Linked DNA regions of Sus scrofa: all the other regions are linked to region 3. The links are chromatin contacts, called in public Hi-C and targeted proximity ligation maps. All regions are on one chromosome and are shown on one strand. The core of a region is the stretch at or near the end of the contact, and the rest is flanking DNA. Distances in the headings are between cores, read along the strand shown.

Region 1 (4,551 bases), core at 1,275-3,774, 440 kb before region 3:
TCTAAACCTAATCACCTCCCATAGGCCCCGTATCCAAATACCACCCCCTGGGGATGAGGGCTTCAGCATATACTTGGGGAAGACAGAGATGTTCAGTCCATAACACCATCCATTCCCTGATCCATCCATCCATCCATCCATCTGTGCATCCATTCATCCATGCATCCATTCCCCCATCCATCCATCAATTCATCCATCCATCCATCCATCCAGTCATCCATCCATTCATCCATCCATCCATTCCCCCATCCATCCATTAGTTCATCCATCCATCCATTCATTCATGCATCCATTCCCCCATCCATCCATCAATTCATCCATCCATCCATCCATTCATCCATGCATCCATTCCCCCATCCATCCATCCATCCATCCATCCATCCATTCCCCATCCATTCATCCATCCATTCATTCATGCATCCATTCCCCCATCCATCCATCCATCCATCCATCCATCCATTCATCCATGCATCCATTCCCCCATCCATCCATCCATCCATCCATTCATCCATGCATCCATTCCCCCATCCATCCATCCATCCATCCATCCATCCATCCATTCCCCATCCATTCATCCATCCATTCATTCATGCATCCATTCCCCCATCCATCCATCCATCCATCCATCCATCCATTCATCCATGCATCCATTCCCCCATCCATCCATCCATCCATCCATCCATCCATGCATCCATTCCCCATCCATTCATCCATCCATTCATTCATGCATCCATTCCCCCATCCATCCATCAATTCATCCATCCATCCATCCATTCCCCCATCCATCCATCCATCCATCCATTCATCCATGCATCCATTCCCCCATCCATCCATCAATTCATCCATCCATCCATCCATTCCCCCATCCATCCATCCAGTCATCCATCCATCCATTCATCCATGCATCCATTCCCCCATCCATCCATCTATCCATCCATCCATCCATCCATCCATCCATCCATCCATCCAGTCATCCATCCATGCATCCATTCCCCCATCCATCCATCCATCCATCCATGCATCCATTTCCCATCCATTCATCCATCCATTCATTCATGCATCCATTCCCCCATCCATCCATCAATTCATCCATCCATGCATCCATCCATCCATCCATGCATCCATTCCCCCATCCATCCATTCATCCATCCATCCACTCATCCATGCATCCATTCCCCCATCCATCTACCCATCCATCTATCATTATCTCCCTATCATCCATTAATCCATCCACCTGTCCATCCTTCCATTTGAGGCAGCTGGTCAGGATGGTTGGTTCTGGGGTCATACTGACGAGACTGGAATTCTGAAGCAGCTACTTGCCAGCTAGGAGCTTGTTGAAGTTCTATGACTTCCCATGACTCAGTCTGTCATCTGTAACACACAGATAAGAATAATATCATACTGGGCTATTGCATGGATTAAATTAGATTGTGTAAATGTTCATAGGACCTGCCTGGTACTGGTATGGAATAAACATTAGCTAAGATTAATCTTCTTACAAATTAGGTACTCCATAAATGTTGAGTGAAGGCAGTTGTGGAGATAAAACAGAAACAAGAGTCCAGGTTGTGGAAAGTGCAGGGGTGAAGGAAACAGCGGAGGCAGAAATGTGTGTGTGTATGTGTGTGTGTGTGTGCATGCATGCGCACGGGTGCTCACATACTTCGAAGGTCAAGAGGAGCCACGCATGGTCTGCCACGTCTTTACTCCCCAGGTCCTGGCTCTTGTGAAGAAGTGAAGCTTCGCGTCCTGCAGTTCATTAAGGAAGCAGAAGAGATTGTCATGGTTTCCAACAGTTCTCAGTTTCCTCTGGGAGAGAGTTTCCTAGCGGCCAAAGGAATCCGGCTGACCGATGAGGAGCTGGCCCTTCCCCCACTCTCCCCATCCCGGGAGACTTTCTTGGAGAAGTTTCTGAGCGGGAGCGATTATGCCATTCGACTGGCAGCACAGTCCAGTGAGTGCCCCTTGCTTCTGGTTTCTCATTCCTTCTTTGGGGGAAGCAAGAGCTGGAATTAGTTCCTCTTCCATTATCTTCGGGACTGTGGTTTCCCTGGGCCCATGGGCGCCAGAAAAGACAAATGCATCTTGTGGTCCCGGTCAAGGCAGGAATATTGCCCACCTCTCCAGGATGCCCCCGGATCCTCCAGCAGAGCCGTGGGGCCAGGCTCCACGTTTTGTATTGCAGATGGTGCCTGCAGCCCACCAGGAAGCCAAGAATTCTGCTGGTAGTTTGGCCCCCAGGCCTCTGCCCACTGCCCCTTTGCTCCAGTGTGGCTGGGCTCAGAGCCCAGGTCTTTCTCATCTCCCGCTCGTCCTCCTCCATGGGCAGCCTGCTGGGCAGCAGGACCCAGGCCTCTTGCCGTCTTCTCACTGACCCACCACAACTTGGCAGGACACACGATTCATTTATCCCCAAGCCTCCCTGAGTTCCCCACCGCTGTGTGGCGGTCTTGGCTGCTTCTGTGGCTGGGTCTCTGGGCCTGAGTCACAGAGCAGCACAGCCGTGCTCCCCGCACAACCTGGGTTCTGAGACAGAGCACCCACACCCACAGGTGGGAGCCTCGTCCCTGAGTTCACAGCTCTGGCAGGCCTGCTGCCGCTTTGGCGTTGGCTCTCGCTTGCCTTTGGTCCCCTAAGCCCAGTGCCATCTTTGTTCCCTGCCCCTCCCTCTCCAGCCATCTCTTTGGGCGGCGGGGGGACAAGGCACCCCATCTTATCTTTATATCCTGGGGCCCGGCCTGGTGCCTGGCAGACAGCAGGACCCAGGAAATGCTGGTTAAGCATCCCCTTGCTCCTTCCCGCCTCGTCGTCTCTCCTCTCTCGCCTTCCCTCCCCGGGCACCTCTTTTCTCTGTTCCTCGGAGACCAGGAGATTCCGCCTTTGGCGAGGAAGCAGTTTCTGCAGACCTGTGTGTGGACAGGCATGACGTAATCCAGGGGCCAAAGAGGGACTCGTGTTCCCCGAGTTGTGACCATGTTGGTTCCGGAGGGAAATTTAGAGGAAGCGGGGAGAGAGCTGTTGGTGCCAGAGGGCTCCCTGAGTGTCGATGCCATTTTCTTCAGAAGTCGGGCGGAGGCAGCGCCCCTCCCTCCACGGAGCCACAGCTCTGACGACACCTGTCTCAGGCCACTGGGAAACTAGGAAGGGTCTTTAGCACAGGACGCGGGTTCCCACTTTTCTTGGGACCCCTCCAGATGAGCAGAGGCGTCTCTGCTGTTGCATAGTTGGGGGGTTCTTTTGGGCAGACCTCCTGGTCCCCGAGAGTCTGGGGATTGAAGGCCCAGCACAGAGACTGAGGCGACTGAGCGCCTTTGGCCAGCAGAACATGGCAGCGGTGCCCGGGGCCTGGGGTGCGGGGGGTGGGGTGGGGTGGGGAGCAGGGAGGGAAGGGAGCTGGCCTGGCGCCTGGGAGACGTGCAGTGAGCACGTTATTCCCACACCAGAAGACACCATGAGATGAGAGTTCATTCAAACTTCAGCCACCATTTTTTTTTGTTTGTTTGTTTGTCTTTTTAGTGCCTCGCCTGTGGCATATGGAGGTTCCCAGGCCAGGGGTCCAGTTGGAGCTGCAGCTACCGGCCTAGGTCACAGCCACAGCAACACCAGATCAGAGCCACATCGGTGACCTAGTTGCAGCTCATGGCAATGCCGGACCCTTTGACCCACTGAATGAGGGATCCAACCCGCATCCTCATGGATACCAGTCAGGTTCTTAACCCACTGAGCCACCATGGGAACTCCCAGCCAATGGTTTTGTTTTCACATTTTTATTTTGAAAGGGCAGTGTGGTGAGGGCCTGCCCGCTGCTCAGGGTCCCTCTGTCCTCCTCGGGGTGGAAATGTTTGTCACATAAACAAAAGCCTGCCAATTGGGCAGGGACGTGCTTGCTGTTCTTAGGATGGAGCCCACGCGGCTCTGCTCACGCCTCTGCTTCTGTCTCCACCTCCAGCCTTTAGCTTCTACCAGAGACGCCGTGTTGCCCTGAGTGATGCCCCCCGCACATCGGGCCCTCTGCAGCCCTACCCCTACGTGCCCCAGTGTGATGCACTGGGAAGCTGGGAGCCCGTGCAGTGCCACGCCGCGACTGGTGAGGGGGCCGGGCAGCCTGGAGGGGGCGAGCAACACCCCTCATTTTCATTTTGGGAAAGAGCCCTCCCCTGGGGGCAAGCGAGCTGGACTCTAGGCTCCTCTTTGGCAGCTGGTGGCCGAGTCCCTTGGGTCCTCTGGCCTTTGGTTGTCCCATCGGTACTATGGGAGCAGCGACCTTCTAGCAGCCTGAAGGTCAAGTGGGTGGTTGCTGGGGGGATGTGGGTGCCAAGGCCTGTGCTGTGGACAGTGCTGGGGAGGGCAGACAGACCAGGATGGACATGGGGTCTTGCTGGCACTGCTGTGAAGGCAAAGGAGGGAGGTTGTCTGCGGGATGCCCGGGGCAAGTCCCTCAGGGCGCCTCCTGAGCCTCCGGCTGTGGCTCTTTTCCAGGGCACTGCTGGTGCGTGGATGGGGAGGGAGCATACTTGCCTGCCTCGCTGGCTGCCCGCTCCCCACAGG
Region 2 (4,820 bases), core at 523-3,022, 310 kb before region 3:
GCCCTCCTCCCCGCGGGAGAGGCCACAAGGCACCCTGGGCTCAGCATGGGCCCTGGGCATGGCTGTGTCAGTTTTCTGGAGGTGGCCATGACCGGAGGAGGAGACTAGGGCTTGAGTAGGTTTGGAGAAGGTGGGAGAAGGGGTCCAGGCCCTTGCCCGCGGCAGGCACACGGCCTCTCTGCACAACTGCACACAGTTCTGAGCTTTGCATGGGAGGTGGAGGGCCCCGCCGCTCAGGGCCCCGGCGCACCCAGCCTGCTCCACCCAATCACGTGGTTCCTCCTCCTTTGTCCTGGGGAACATTCTTAGTGTCTTTCCCCACTAGGTTTGGGGAGGGGTATTGCCGAGCTAGAAAGGAGAGCCTCTGAATTGCCCTGCATCTGACGAGAGCTGCAGACCAAAGAGGAGGGTCTCTGCACCGTCACTTGGGGACATCTGGGAAGTCATGAGACTCTGTGTAAGCTGAGTGTCTCCCTTTTGGGAGAAGTGAAAAGGCAGCTCCTTTTTTAAGGGGCCACAGGAGTCATGGAGTGACTCCACACTGGGAGGCGAGTGTCTCAAATCCCCCATGACTCACCCTGGGGAAACCAACGGACCCCCTGACCACACCCCTCCCGACACCCTAAAGGACCCACAGGTGCGGCCCCGCTGCCCTGATAGGGGGTAGAGGTGAGGGTGTCCACGGCCCCCAGCACCACTGAAGCCGGAGCTCCACGGGCCTGCTCGCGGCCTTTGCCTTCTGCTGGCCCATGTCTCCTCCCGGCTCTGGAGCCATCCCTGCTCGACTCTGTAGCTTCGAGAGTCTGGCAAAACCTGGTATCTCTGGGAGAATCAGATTTTTGTCATCCTTGTGCCCTCCCCCTAGAACACCTGGCCCCTGTGATTCTACCCGTGGCACAAGGATTCCTTTATTTTCAGGAATATGTCCTAGGGCGGGGGGCCAGCTTTGTAAAGTTACACTGGGAAAGCTCTAGCTGAGCCTGATCATATGATATACCCATGATAATGTTTTATACCCGTGATAATGTTATAGGCCCTTCGGGGTCTGGTTTCAGAATCAGCCTGGCCTGGGGTGGAAGTCAGACTCTGACAATAGCTAGTGCACACGTTACATTCGTTTCGTTGGCCTCAGTTTCCCCACCTATAAATACAAGAAAGGGATGGAACACGCTGCTCTCAAGGTCCATCACAAAATGCCCACGATTTGGCATCCTTCTAGGGCACCAGCATCCCTCTTTTTTAACATTTAATATGAACATGTTAAGACAAGCAAAGTGAGAGAGTCAGAAGGAAGTGCCGTGTGCCCATTGCCAGGTTTCAACAGCCATCGGCGCCCCCACCGCCCGATCTTCGCCAAAGAAGCCAAACTTACCATCTGGGCTGGGCGCTGGCCTCTCGGCAGGCGCTGGGCTGGATCGCACGCTGTTCCCCATCTCTCTCTCCCCCCGGGCTGTCGAAGCCGCTCGAAGCCAACGGCACAGGGAATCCACACGGAGCGTCAGCCACGCGCCGGGCCCTCTGGGTGGAGAATGACCCAGATTAGAATACATCGTGTATCATTTTTTCAGGCCGCTGGCTTCTTGAAAGGCGGGTGTTTTTATGTGAGGACGAGGTTCGTGAATGTTGGTTACGTTTGTGCAGCTCGACTTCTTTTATCAAGGGAATGACAGAGAAAAACCACAGAGAGGGAAGTTGCTCGCAAGGGCTGTTGGTGGAGAAAGTTTCCATTCCTCCGCCCCGGCTGACAGCAAACAGGCGGCAGCATCTGCAGGAGAGGCTGAAGCTGCTTCACTCGCCGGGGCTCCACTCCTGGGGCCCGGCCCTCAACTCCCTGGGGCCGGGCGTGCACGCTCTGAAAGCTCAGGAGTTACACGTGGCTCCACAGCCAATGGGGGGACGAGGAGCGGGGACTTTCTGTTTGCACTTTCTCCCTTCTGTCGGAGCTTCTCAGCCTGCCCTTAGCCACGGGGACGCAAGAAAACACCCTAGCGAGACTGTGTTTGTTGCCTGCTTCCCAGGCTGCTGCGGCATCTGCTGTTACTTTTGATTATCTAGACTCCCTGCATCTCTAACCCCATGTTGCAGAAAGGACACTGAGGCTCAGAGAAGGTAAAGGTTTTGTCCAAGGTCACACAGCACGTAACTGGGCAGCTGGGGATTTGATCGGCTGATGCTCAGTCTCTGATTTTTTCCACAAGATCCAAAAAGTCTGGCTCTGCGCATGCACGCTAGGTGACCTTGGCAAGCTCTTGACCTTTCTCTGCCTGCTTCAGGGAATAGTAGCCAAACGACATCAGGTTGTGGCTGCAATATGAATAGATAAAGCCCATGAAACACTGAGGACATGGCCCAGCATAAGATCCATGTTAGCTTTTGCCATTTACAGTCTATTCTCGGAAAGTCCATAGTGAGAAAAGCTTGAATTCTGGGTCTTTGGACAAGTATTTTAGGAAAGGACGTAAATGATTCCAGGATAGAAGTGTCTTCTCAGGTTGCTTGAAGCACAGGGAAGAAAGCTACACCCACAGACATGGCCATTGCTGTCTCCTGGGGACAAAGAGAAGATGGAGTAGAACCCCCCAGCTGGCGTCTGTTCCACCTGGAAAATCGCATTCCGCCCCAGTCTCTGACTCCAGGTTAGGATCAAGGCCTCATGCATTTGAAAGTGTCCCAAAGTCAGCCAGGCCAACCTCCACCTTGGCCTTAAATCCTTCCTCTGTGCATGACATGTTAGGATTCTAGAAAGACCTATGCACTCAGAGCCAGGCCTTTCAGAGGCTGAGGAAGGTCTGTACCACTTCCTAATTTGGGGGTGGGATGGGGAGGTGGGGGACCTGGTATATTATGAAAAAAGGAAGACCAGATGGGTGTTCCTTGAAAGTTAATCTATTTTAACTATTTACATGAACAGTTTATCACTTATCACTCAAACTAATAGATTGTAACATAATTGTGCTATTGTAATACAGTTGTGCTATTTCCAAGATAAATACAAGGCTGGCAAATTCTCTAAACCCATAAGGTGCCACAGCACATGTGGCTGGAGTGGGCATGTGCTTAAATTAGGAGTCCCATCTTCTGATCCTCTTGGGAGCAGGAGTGGGTTAAGAGTGAGGTCCCTCCTGATAAAAGACCAGAGCTCGTCTTCCTCCGTCTTGTCTCTTCTCTCCCCACACACGGCCAAGGGGGTGCTTTGTCCCTGGCAGGGCCCGTCCTGCGGGCTGGGCAGGTTTTAGCAGCGTCACCCTGGCTCCAGAGGGCAGGGACGAGTTTTCACTGTCCCTGGAGGGCCCCTTGCCTGATGCAGGCTCTCACAGAAATGTGCTCCAGAAAAAGGCTGGAGACACCAGGCCAGAGGAGTGGCTGGCAGCCTCAGTCCCTGCAATTCAGCATCTCCTGTGCACCACGTGGTTCCACCCAGCTGACAGGGAACCCTGCTGCCTCTGGGCTCCCCCTGCACCCCGAGGTACATCCAGGGAAGGAGCAGAGACTGACTCTGGGGAGCCGGCACCCGGCATGGGAGGCCCCATCACCTCTGTCCTGCTCCCAGTGTCTCCCTGGAGCCCTCGGCCTTTCTGTGCATCGTCACCAAGGCCTTCGAGCTTCCAGAGGAAGCTCCCAGGGCAGGTGGAGGAGAGGCCCCGGCAGGCTTCCCCATGCAGAGATAACTCAGAACCGGGTGTGCCAGCCTTGCCCCCTCACTCTCCAGAGGGTCCCCACACTGTGTCACTTGACTCCCCAAAAACAATACACTCGGCTCCCTGCAGCCTGATGCTTGGCCTCAAGGATCAACTGGATGCCAGGGCTGGTGCCTTTCACCTCCAACCTAGAGCCCCCAGTAGGTGGGTGAGCTCCCACCTCCCCAGACACCCCAGGCCCCCCCTTCTCGCCTCTTCTATTCCACCTGCCTGCCCTGCGCTGTTTCCAAGCCACAGCCTCCAGCCATCAAGTGCGACTCTCATCTTCACACTGACAACTCCAGCAAAGTCATAGGGGAAAGACTTTGTAATCTATCTAAGTGAATTCTAACGTCGCCTCGCTTTCGACAGCTTCAGAATGCTTTAGGAGCATTTGTGCGCCAACCAGGGGCGGGGGGTGGGGGTGTGTGTGCGCAATTCAGGGGCCCCAATGCAGGAAAACTAAACAAAACAAGACTTGAAACTTGCATTTTTTAGATGGGAAAACTGAGGTCCAGCCAAGGAAAGAAACACACCCAGGGTCTCGAGACGAGAAAGACGGGGTAAATGCTGGCGCCAGACTCTCCTCGGACCCACCCTCTCCCTGTTTCTGGCTGGCGGGTGGGCACGCGGAGAGCAGGGGCTGGGCTGGGCGGCACGCACCACATCCCGCGCGGTTCAGAGAAACCCGTCCGCCCAGCTGCCCCTTAGGGGTCTGCTCGCTGGCTTCCTACCACCTCCAAGAAGGAGTTAAATCATCTGAAAGAGGCTTTGATTCAAGAAGAGTGAAAGTGCCCCCCGAGACTGAGAACTGGAGTCCCCCTAATGGCATGGCTGAACAATCTGATTTAATCTGTGGCAGTTTTGTGCACTGCCTGGAGGCAGGGGAGAGGGTGTAGGAGACACGACTGCGTCTAGAAATAATAAGGAGAGAGCCAAGGAGAAAAGAGTTCATTAGTGTTGGCTCTGAACAGTCTCGGTGTATCTCTCCCTCTTCTTTGTGCTGTCAGAGGGTCAGATCCGGTCTTTGCTTTTGCTTTCTCCGCAGTCTTTGGACCAAGGCTGCCTTCTCTCAGTGACCTTGGGCCTCCGTCTACTCTTCTGAAAAATGAGATGAATGGAAAACACGATTTCCGAAGCCAC
Region 3 (4,461 bases), core at 1,426-3,925:
ATCCCTTCCTTGGGCTGGGAGACAAGAAGGGAGAGGTTGTTACCAGGGTCTAGGTGCTGAGGCTGTCCCCTGGAGCTGGCACACTGGCAGGCACTGCCTCCCTGGGGCTGGAACCAGGGAGCAGGTGCAGCTCTGAAGCAGAGGGACAATGGACATAGCTTCCTCCTCCCTCCTGCCCTCAACCCCCCACCAGTGCCTCCCATTGGCTGAACCCAGCCAGAAGTTGTTGGCAAGCAAGCTTGGGAAGTGTCATTTGCAGGAGTTAGCCCTCTGGGATATAGGTAGAGTAGCCAAGGGCACAGTGTCTACACTATGCATTTCACCATACGTGTCAAAAATACATTAGACTTCTGTAACCTTCCGATGTTTATGGCACTGCATTAAGCAATCATAGGCACTGTGCCCTCCCATCTTTAGCCAAACTGCAAGGGAGACATGGTCATTTTTCACATTTTACGGCTGAGGACATTGAGGCTTGGCAAAATTAAGAAATTTGCCCAAGCCTACATAAGGGATGTGGCCGGGTCAGGTCTTTGCTCCATCAGCAGGAGGCACTTCATCCTGTGGACAGGGTCAGGGAAGGGTGGGAGTCAGAGAACCACGGCAACCACAGTTCATCACAGAGCATTGGGTCTGGAAGGGGCACCATCTTGTTTTGTGTCCATAGGCTTCATCTACCACTGTTCTGAAATGCCTTCTCTCTCTCTCTCTCTTTTTTTTTTTTTTTTTTTTTTGCTTTTTGGGGCCTCACCCACGGCATATGGAAGTTCTCAGGCTAGAGGCCAAATCAGAGCTGCAGCTGCCAGCCCACACCCCAGCCACAGCCACATCAGATCCTTAACCCACTGAGCGAGACCAGGGATCGAACCCACAGCTTCATGGAAGCTAGTTGGATTCGTTTCTGCTGTGTCACAATAGAAACTCCTGTGCCTTCTCATTCTGGCTCTTCCTAAAGGCCTTCTATTTATGAGTTCTTCTGACACCCAAAGCTTGCAGTCTGGCCGCCCCACGTGGCAGAATACAGCCCTGTGTGATAGGTAAGGGCCTGAACTATGGCGTCAAATGGCCGGTTCAAATCCTATGAGCTCTGGCTTTGGGCGAGTTCCTGACCTGAGGCTGGCATGACACATACTTCCCACGCAAGGTCCTGGGCATCCGGACCTACCGAGCGCCTTCTCGGGCCAGTGTTGCATCTGCACAGGGACCTTCAAAGCCTAATGAAGGCCAGCCCTGCTCTGTGTTGTGGGGCCGTGGCTAAGTCACCACACCTCCCTGAATCCAGAGCTGGGGGCCTCTGCCTCCCGCTCTACGCAGCTCTGCAAGCAGCAAACATGGTCGTGGATGCGAACGTGCCAGGGAAAGGTCGGAATTTGGAATTCGGCCTGGTGTTCCTGGGGACCCCTGACTCCCAGCACAAAGTACCCCCTGTGGGGTCCACTCCCCCCCAACCCCAGGTGTGTCCTTCCAGGGGATGTCTCAGTTCAAAACTGCTGACCTGAGTCTTCGGCCTTGGGAAGGTCCCCTCCATGCCAACCAAGACCCCAGGCTCTGAGGCTCACAGAGGGTCAGATCGGGAGAGGGTTGCTCCATCAGCAGGAGGCACTTCAAATTGACCTGGCCACTCAAATTCGTAGCCTAGAGAATTGGGGTCAGAGGAGGGACAGGTTGGTGCTATGGCTTTCCAGCGGGTTGGGAATGATGCCACGGGGTGGGGGGCAACTCTCTCACCTTCCCACTACGCCCCCCTCAGCCTTCATCTTCTGCTGCATCTCTCGCATTTACCTGACTATTTATCCAGCCAGCACCTTTTTATTTTTATTTTTTCTTTTTAAGGCCGCATCCGCCGCACATGGAGGTTCCCAGGCTAGGGGTCCAATCGGAGCCACAGCTGCCGGCCTACACCACAGCTGCAGCAACGCCAGATCCGAGCCGCATGTGCAACCTACACCACAGCTCACAGCAACACCGGATTCTTAACCCATGGAGCGAGGCCAGGGATGGAACCCGCAACCTCACGTTTCCTCGTTGGATTTGTTTCCACTGCACCATGACGGGACCTCCCCCGTCAAAGCATCTTTAAGGTGATGCTTTGTCCATTCAGCCAGCACTGACTGAGCACTTGCCAGCTGCCAGGCCCTGTCCTGGGCACTGCCTGAGAATAAGAGGACCCCCCTCCCCCATCTCTGACTGAGAGCTGCCCAGGGGACCAGGCGGACAGGAAGGCCAAGACACAGGTCCTTGGAAAAGCATGTTCTGAGGGCAGAAGGCTCTGGAAGCCTGGCAAGACGGGCCAGGGTGGGGGGAGAAGGTGGGTGTCAGAAGGGAAGGGGGATGTGTCCTCCAGCCAAAGCGGAGAGGGTAGCAGATGACTCTCCTGAGGGCCAGAGGGTTCGTCCTGCCCCCATCCAGCCAGCTAGTGCCACAGCAGGAAGGGAGGCAATCGCCACAGCCCAGCAAGGAGAGGTGGCCGAGCTGGAGGGCAAGGGCAGGGCTGGGGCAGGACCTTGGCCCCCTGGGCAGGGACCTGGTTTCCCAGGGACCCGGTGCCCTGGGAAGAATCTGCCCAGAGGCATCTCCTGATCAGCTGGGCTCTTTCCCAGCTTCCCACCCTCCGCCGAGCCTACGTGCATCGGACGGGGAAGCCTGACTCTTTCGCAACCGGGACCTGGAGAGGCTGGCCCGTGCATTTTCCGTCTTTATTCGGAAAGCTCAGCTGGTAAAGGGAAGCCACGTGTGTGCAACAGGAAGTCGGGTTTCCAGGACGTGCCTGCAGTCACAGCTCTATTTCTGGAACAATTCTATGGGCTCAGATTTCTTTAGAAAACCTAAGTTTAAATGAAACCCTGACAGCCAGCTTTTCTCTCTCATTGTTTCTGGTCCTGACCCACCACCCCCACCTTCCCTCCTCTTCCATCACAGAGCTCTGGCTGTGAGGAATGTGTAACCTGAAGGCCTTCCTTCAGGGCTTCTAGAAGAATCCCCCCGTCGGACACAGGGCTGCTCCTGCCTTCACTGGGGAGTCCGCAGTGGAAGAAGGATCTGCACAGAAGGAGCCCGGCGAAGGGAATAAGCACAGGAACACACCCAGCTCCTGGTCCACACTGCAGCCCTTCGGATAGCAGGAGGCATTGATGGAGCCTAGGCTGGGGTCCCTCCCTAGGGTCTGGGCTGGTCCGTCTGCCATTCCCTGAGCCCACAGCATGGAGCCCTTGGCCCAGGCAGACTCGGGTCTCACCAGGGCAGGACCAGGGGGCCTCTCACCAGCCAGCTCCTTGATGTGGGTGACGTCAGGGAAAGACGTGGGTGGAGACACTGCCCCTCTGAATCCCAGATGCTCCACCACATCTCCCAGCCTCCCGCCCCTTGTTGGGACCACGTGGGTAGCTCTGGCCCCTGGACCTTGAGCGGAAGCTATGGGTGTCAACTCCAGGCAGAGAGAGTTAAGAATGAGTGAGTCAGACTTCCCGTCTCAGCAGAAATGAACCCGAGGATGCAGGTTCAATGCCTGGTCTTGCTCAGTGGCATAAGGATCCATCGGGATGTAGGTCGCAGACGCGGCTCAGATCTGGCTTTGCTGTGGCTGTGGTGCAGGCCGGCAGTTGTAGCTCCGATTCTCCCCCTAGCCCGGGAACCTCCATCTGGCACGGGTACGGCCCTAAAAAGACAAAAAAAAAGAATTAGTGAGTCATCACCCCCCCTCCCTTTGCCCGTGACCTTGAAGGCCACCGATTGAAGTTGGAGTTGGCACAAGATGAAAACAGCTAGGGGACCCAAGTCACCACAGGGAGAGATTGCCAAACCCCTCAGACTGTGACACTGCAGGGAACAAACCTTGTTATTCGGTTGTAAGTCACTGGGAGGTAGGGCTTACTGGTGGCCGCAGCACTAGCCTGACAGAGCCAGGTCTGACCTTGAATCCTCCTGATCCCTTACAGAGTGTGTGGCTGCAGCAAGTAACCAAGGTCTCTGAGCCCCAGACCTTCCACGAAGGTGGCAACGCCATCTCACCCTTAGGCCTCTTGTGAGAACGAAGTGAGAAAATGCATCACGAAAGCCTGGCACACAGAAAGGACTCAGAGGCTGGGATGCTGCCTTCTTGGCTTTATAGCTACTCTGTCATTTAATACCCACTTTACAGATTGAGAAACTAAGGTTCCAGAGGTCCAGTTGTGGCTCAGTAGAAACGAATCCAGCGAGTATCCCTGAGGTTGTGGGTTCGATTCCTGGCCTTGCTCAGGGGGTTAAAGATCTGACGTCACCATGAGCTGTGGTGTAGGTCATAGAAGAGGGTTGGATCCCAAGTTGCTATGGCTGTGGTGTAGGCCAGCAGCTGCAGCTCCAATTTCACCCCCAGCCTGGGAACCTCCCTATGCCATGGGTGCTGCCCTAAAAAGCAAAAAGAAGAAGAAAGAAAAGAAACTAAGGTTCCAAGAGATCAGGCTTTGTAACACATAGGTTACA

Evidence for each region. Hi-C and Micro-C count contacts between places; a contact is called where the count stands out from the background.
Region 1: a Hi-C map of retroperitoneal adipose tissue shows a contact between it and region 3, with 2.2 times the contacts expected there. A contact is called at or near these places in 1 of 5 promoter capture datasets (liver), 27 of 47 Hi-C or Micro-C datasets (alveolar macrophages, blood, brain and 16 more) and 2 of 2 datasets of targeted methods (alveolar macrophages and skeletal muscle).
Region 2: a targeted proximity ligation map of alveolar macrophages shows a contact between it and region 3. A contact is called at or near these places in 2 of 47 Hi-C or Micro-C datasets (embryonic fibroblasts and heart right ventricle) and 1 of 2 datasets of targeted methods (alveolar macrophages).

The regions. Positions count from the first base shown.
Region 1 is chr4:8,358,209-8,362,759 of Sscrofa11.1, reverse strand. TG (thyroglobulin) reads left to right here. Exons shown (of 50, transcript NM_001168418.1): 11 at 1,718-1,957; 12 at 3,953-4,090; 13 at 4,483-4,551. Among named protein-coding and RNA genes, the nearest start is that of TG, 22 kb to the left of the region's middle.
Region 2 is chr4:8,221,398-8,226,217 of Sscrofa11.1, reverse strand. All of the region lies in intron 40 of TG (thyroglobulin), which reads left to right. It overlaps SLA (src-like-adapter), which reads right to left. Exons shown (of 8, transcript XR_002343070.1): 3 at 1,373-1,518. Among named protein-coding and RNA genes, the nearest start is that of MIR9795, 53 kb to the left of the region's middle.
Region 3 is chr4:7,914,590-7,919,050 of Sscrofa11.1, reverse strand. No RefSeq gene overlaps it. Among named protein-coding and RNA genes, the nearest start is that of ST3GAL1, 20 kb to the right of the region's middle.